2 separate regions of the Rattus norvegicus genome follow, and region 2 is linked to region 1. Evidence: chromatin contacts called from public Hi-C data. All regions are on one chromosome and are shown on one strand. Each heading gives the region's core, a stretch centred on a gene start, on an enhancer-like site or on the middle of the called end of the contact. The rest is flanking DNA. Distances are from core to core; before and after follow the strand shown.

The links. A called contact is a pair of places that touch in the nucleus more often than the background predicts.
Region 2: a contact with region 1 is called in a Hi-C map of mammary epithelial cells, with 4 times the contacts expected there. The contact joins two enhancer-like sites.

Annotation. Positions count from the first base shown.
Region 1 is chr2:45,124,604-45,127,791 of GRCr8, forward strand. The region is part of intron 2 of Map3k1 (mitogen-activated protein kinase kinase kinase 1); the gene reads right to left. Among named protein-coding and RNA genes, the nearest start is that of Map3k1, 22 kb to the right of the region's middle. Within about 2 kb of position 1,763, at least 22 of the 93 cell types and tissues checked have an H3K27ac peak or open chromatin away from gene starts, as enhancers often do.
Region 2 is chr2:45,388,601-45,391,788 of GRCr8, forward strand. All of the region lies in intron 1 of LOC102554307 (a long non-coding RNA gene), which reads left to right. Among named protein-coding and RNA genes, the nearest start is that of Map3k1, 240 kb to the left of the region's middle. Within about 2 kb of position 1,706, at least 14 of the 93 cell types and tissues checked have an H3K27ac peak or open chromatin away from gene starts, as enhancers often do.

The DNA.
Region 1 (3,188 bases), core at 513-3,012:
TTAGACAGGGTCGCATATATCCCAGGTCGGCTGTGACCAAAGACAACATGGAGCCCCACACCTGCCCAACTTTACCTTCCAAGAGCTAGGATTACTGCCACATGCCTGGCTCACACCAGCCGTTGAGGGCTAATCTGAAAGCGTGGCTATTGCCATAACCGAGTATTTTATATTTTTAAAACGATCTTCTCAGGTCTGTTATTTGATCAGTTAATATTCATTATTTAGTTATCTGTCACTTCAAGATTCATCTTAGGCTCAAACAACACATTACTAAATGCTTGTGAATTACACTTAGTGCTTCTGACTTAGACACACAAAGATTCTACATTAAATTCTTTTTTTTTTTTTTGGAGCTGAGGACCGAACCCAGGGCCTTGTGCTTGCTAGGCAAGCGCTCTACCACTGAGCTAAATCCCCAACCCCTCTACATTAAATTCTAACTCCTTAAAGTTGTGGTGTTTAAAAGATGTGTGTGTGTGTGTGTGTGTGTGTGTGTGTGTGTGTGTGTGTGGCATGCATGCACGCGTGTGTGTGCATAGGTGTCAGAGCACTGACCATGGAGGCCGGTAGAGGATGTCAGAGCTCTCAGAACTGGAGTTACAGATGGCTGTGAGCTGCCATCTGGGTGTTGGGAACCAAACCCAGGTCCTCTGCAAGAGCAAATGTGCATGTTTGTCACAGCTGGGCCATCTCTGCAGCCCCTACAGTTGTATTACTCAGTTCATGATCTTGATACAAATCCTTTCACCAGCTATACAATACATAGGAACACAGTACAAATCAATTCAGATCGCAGTTTACATTAGCCCTTCAAAACTACCTTATATTTGAATAGTTCAGCAAAGTGGTAAAGTTAAGACAAATGCCTCGTTATTAATTAAGCCATGTTAACAAAAGTCTATCAACCCTCTAAACATCACGACTGCAAAATTCTGAAACCGCATTCCGTAGCTCGGACACTGGCAGGTTTGCTAGTGTCCATGCCCTCAACTTCTAGGGAGAGAACACACTACTGTTAAAAACAAAACTAAGAATGAAAAAGCTCGGGTGGATCACACCCCAGTAGATCTCTGGATTTGCAAGTGGATCTCAGGAATCCCTGTAGTGACTTGTAAAGGGATCATCTCAGGAGACACAGCAGCCCCACCCCTGAGAATGTAGCTCCTAGTAGATCCAGGCCTTAGCCACAAGCCGGTCACTCTCCCCAGTCACTCTTTAGAACAGCTCTGTCCGTCATGAGAGAAGACAAAACCACCTGAGCCAGTTGGTTTGCTACACGGAAATTACGGCCGAGCTCTGAACTGTGTCAAGTGCTGTTTACCTGGTGTTAGAAGAATCCCAGCTATTGGAGCCCTGCAGAGTTAGGAGAATCCCCTCTACTGCAAGATGGACCAATTAGAGCTGACTGCCCAGGCCTGAAAAACTAAAGATCATGGGAAGGGAAGGGGCTCAAGAAAAACAACGCTTTACTCAGTAGGGGGCGCTCCTTCCTTAAAAATGTAATTTAGACAATTATTAATAGCAAAGGTACCCGCCCACAAATCACTTAGAACAGAAGTGGCATTCTCTCTGACATCCGGCTGCAAGTATAGCTGGAGTCATGGTCTTCCTAAGGAATGTCTTCCTCACCTCGCTGGAATCCTGAAGCCCTTCATAAATGTCCGTTTCTTTTCACTTTTGCATAAGCTGTGACTTAGCTGGACCAAGCTGCTTTGGCTGGCAGGGTCTGACTCACAGCTGTTGGCTCATGCTTCCAAGTCTCCCATTGGAACCAGCTTCCAAGACAAGCGTGAGAGTGTGACAGAAGCTACCATTCCCACTAGAGCAGCAGTGACTCTTTCGAAGCACACACGCGCACGGCAGCCAATCCTTTTTGTCAGGAACGGCTATCTCAATTAACTATCAACTAGGCTGATAATGGACGACACAGTTATAAGCCTCAAGACTTTCAAATTGAAACAAGGAAACCACTTGGCAGTGGATAAAACTTGAGTTTTCCTAGCACCATGGAAGGAAGCACAAAAGTTCTTCCTCCGCGCTCTCCCTCGTGTGTCCGCCTGGGACTAGTGCCTGAGCTCCCTTCATGCTGTACCCCTAGGGGCAGGGCAGGTTTTTAAAATTATTTATTTTTAAACTTTTTTATTCAAATTGTTTCTTTGATGGGAGAGTGTTTTGCCTGCAATGTGCTTAAGTACCTGAGGAGGTCAGAAGAAGGTACTGGAGTTCCTGTTACCTGGGACTGGAGTGAATCGAACCTGCATTCTCTGGAAGAGCATCAGTGCTCTTAACTGATGAGCCATCGCCCCACTCAGTCTTTTAACAGTCTACAGGCTCACATTTCGAAGCCCCTAGGTCAGTGTCCCAGACACTTAACTTCAGCCCCCCCAGACCACAGCCCCTCTAACAGTGCAGAGAACCTTCCTCCAGCCTCCTGCACACGGCACTTTCCTAGCCTGTCCCTAGCACCAGATTTTGAATGAGGGCAGAAGTGGGTTACAACTCTACAAGCATTGTCTCAGTAGAAAGGTTGGCACAGAGAAGGACTACATAAGTACAAGCTGAATAGGGTAGACTGTCCTCCTTGGGCTGTGTCTACCTGAGGGCAAGACAGTCTCACTCAGCTTTCAGTCTACAAGCAGTGCTGACCGAGGCCCCTCAGGTATGCAGATGCTGAGAAAAAAAAAATGCTCTTCCCACAGGAGCCTCCAAACCAAAAAGATCCCTGTGTGGTGAGGGCAGTCTCTGAGGCCCCGTGGAAACATCTGCCATGCCCTGAGGGGCGCTGTGTGGAGAAGGGAGCTCAGATAATACTCCTGCGGTGCCCCAGGAAAACACCAAGACAGGAGCTTTTGTCTTTCGTGAACAGACCTTTCTCATTGCCTGAGGCTTGCCCATGTGATCTAGTTAATTTGATTTTCCTGAGGTTAGTGAGAAAACACAGCCCTGAGGAAGATCCAAGAGTCTGTGTCCCGTAGGTGGGCAGGGGTACCTTATCAGCAAAGCAACCTGGGAGGCAGCAGAGAACTAAGCTAGCCTGGAGTGGTGCCCAAGGATGGCAAGGGCCAGAACTGGCAACCCAGACACAGGGGGAAGACAGAGCTGGCAGGAAGTGTAAGACCCAAGAAGGTGAGCTGTGCTGTTTGCACACAGTAACATGAATGATGAGTTTTATTATGATATTTTCA
Region 2 (3,188 bases), core at 456-2,955, 260 kb after region 1:
TGAAGTAACTGAAGTCTAGAGACGTTAAGTCCCTGTGGTTAGGATTGGAACCCAGACCTACCTGCCTTCATAGCCTGGGCTTTCAGGGTGACTTACACTTCCTGCTCTCAGCCACTGTCCCGAGGCAAACGTGATTCGCTCGGCCTTTCCTGCTTTCGTTTGTATCTTCTGTCAATGGACAAAGCAGCAGTCTTTGGCCAAGGTTATGGGCTCCAAATGGGGAAGATGAAGATAGCCCCACCCACATCCTTGGGGTTTTCCCCCTAGTTTATAGGTGGACGGACTGCAAATTGGATAAGCCCTTTATCAAGTTTTAAATGTTTAAGGACAGTTGAAGCTTTAGGAGCTCTGCCAGTGAGGCAGTAGGAACAGTTGTTTGATAATAGTGCCTGGAAAATAACGCTTCTCAATAGGCAAATCCCACTGCCCTATGGCCTCAGTCATACATTCACAGCTGTGTTCCCACAGGCTGGGATCAAAGGGCCAGCTCTCCAGTCAGGAGGCTGCAGACTTCTAACAAGAACTAACTACAGGACCTGACTTTGAGGGTCTTCTGGCCCTTGAATCTATGCCCCATGGCAATCCCCTTCCTGCTTCTCTCCCACCCCCATCCATCCTCACACACGTCAGGATCTCCAGGTAGTCTGTGGTAACTCTCAGCACTCCTTCTAAGTCCACTGACTCCAACTGTAAAGGAAACCCTGGAGCTAAGGCTGCCATATCACACTTGAACCTATGAAACATCATCCCCTTCAGGCTGATTCTAAAGAGAAAAGTCCAAGACCCAGACTCACTGTCCTGTTTTATGAATTGTTTTTAATGCACAACAGTTTCGGATCACGTTTGCTTCCTCTTAGCTGTGTCTTTGAATTAAGAGAAAATTTCAAATGGTGAATTGAAACTTGCCACTGTGTGGATGGAATTCAAAGGTATTGTTCTAGGTGCAGAGTTTGCAGATTGGTTCTAAGCTTGTTTGGGGGACCCTAGGAGAATCAACAGTAACCTAAGTGGATTGAGAATATCCAGGGTGTCTTAAAATGGATATGTCACATTTCCTGTCCAGTGCACACTTAATTATTTTAAAAGGAGCTAGAAGAGATGATGTCCTTGCCTGCCTCTGTTCTACTGGGAACGGGAGTCATTCACAGAAGGGCAGGGAGGAGGGCTGGCTCAGTGTTAGCTTGGTAGCATAGATTAGAAGAAACAGTGCATGGTATTTTAGGCACAGATTCCCAAGCTAAAAACCTGCTTGGAACCATAGCTTGGAACCATAGCTCGCTACTTGTGTGACCTTGGAGAGCCATTTTCAGGACTCTGTGTCTGTACGTCTCCATTTGGAATGTCCACGCTGCTGTGGGCTGGCACGCTGCCTCTGCTTAGTGACCGCTATTCTTAAGAATGAAACCTATGTAGCAATTCTCAGAGTTTAGGAGGGAGGCAGAGGGCTGTGAATCTGGCAGAAGGGTACGACCTTCTCAAGGCACATCTATATTGATCCTTTAGAACCATCATCATGTGTCTACAGAAATTCAGAATGCTTCTTTTTTCTCTCACCTTGCCTCTGGGAGCAATGTGGTGGGCTGGCTCCGGGCCACATATGATGGTGAAATCAAAGGTGAAGGGAATTTCCTTTCAGTGGCAATCCACGATCGTATGCCAGAAAATGAAATGTGCTCACACTCCCTAATGAGCACCCACAGACTCTCACGATGAGGCCCATGACCAGTGACTGTGTTAACACTGAGCCTGATGTTTAAGGGCAGAAAGCACTATTTATCCTGTTGGTGTCCTTGGGAAGTCAGTTATCAACACATAAACCCTCACGTAAGCGCTTGACTCGGGGGCTCTAAGAAGCTCAGGGTTTGTCCCAGTACACAAGAAAGCCCTTCAGGTGCCAGCCAGGAGCAGCCTGGGCCGTGGAACATGACCTTGCCTCATCTCATAGTTGGCAGGACTCCCCATGGTGAGGGCAATCGTGGTTACCAAAACCAGTGGGTAAGGTGTTGAAACTCAGTGTCATGAGTTTCCAAAACCCCAAACAGTTGTCAACCATGAGTGACAGCACCACAACAACACAGCTGACTCATTTCCCACCCACACATGCCAGGGCTGCCATGTTGCTACAGAACTCTCTGGCAGAGGAGCTGTGACCAATGCTTTACCTAGGGCATCCGAGGCAGGGGAATACCACCCACCCCACCCCGCCCAGTGTGTGTGTGTGTGTGTGTGTGTGTGTGTGTGTGTGTGTGTGCCAGTGTGTGTATGTATGTGTGTGTGTGTGCCAGTGTGTTTGTTTGCCAATGTGTGTGTGTGTTTGCGTGTATGTGTGTGTGTGTGTGTGTGTGTGTCTGTGTGTGTGTCTGTGTCTGTGTTTGTGATTGGATATTACTCTTTGAGCTTAATAAACTGAAGTGTGCAGACATTTCCTCCAATGAAGGCAATGTGGCCACAGCACACACAGAGACAGAGGGATGAAAACTAAAAATTTCTTTATTGCTTTTACTACCGTATCTCCTCAAAGGCTAGTGATACATGAACTGCTGGCTGGAAGACAGTAATGGACACACAATGAACTCTGATTTTGTCACTCCCGTATCAGAAATGTATTGATTCAGGTGATAGTTAAAGGCTTATTGTGGTTATGGGTTAAAACTGTGGGTTTATGTCCCTTTGTTGATAAATTGGAAGACAGAACGACAGAAATAGAAATGGGGGTTATGTGATAAGATGGCTTCTTAGGTTAACAGTAACTAAATCAAAATTATGTCTGAGTCGGTGAGAGTGCTTGCTGCTTCTAAGATGAGAAGATGAGAGGTGAGAGTTTAGATCCCTAAACCCATATTGGGTAGCTCACTACTGTCTGGACCTCCAGGGCATCCTATGCTCTCATCTGGTCTCTGGGGATATCCAAATGCATACACACACACACACACACACACACACACACACACACACACACACACACAGAGAGAGAGAGACAGACAGACAGACAGACAGACAGACAGATGTAGAGAGACAGACAGAGAGTAAAATATACACTTAAAAGATGTCAAAAGGATTGCATCAGGCACAGTTCCATGGAGATCAACAGCAGACTGGGCAGGGGACAGGGTGGGGGTAGCTGTATCAAGACCAGCTGGTAAGTGGGAATAGAATCATGGACACTTCAAGGGCTCCCCTGGGCAGGC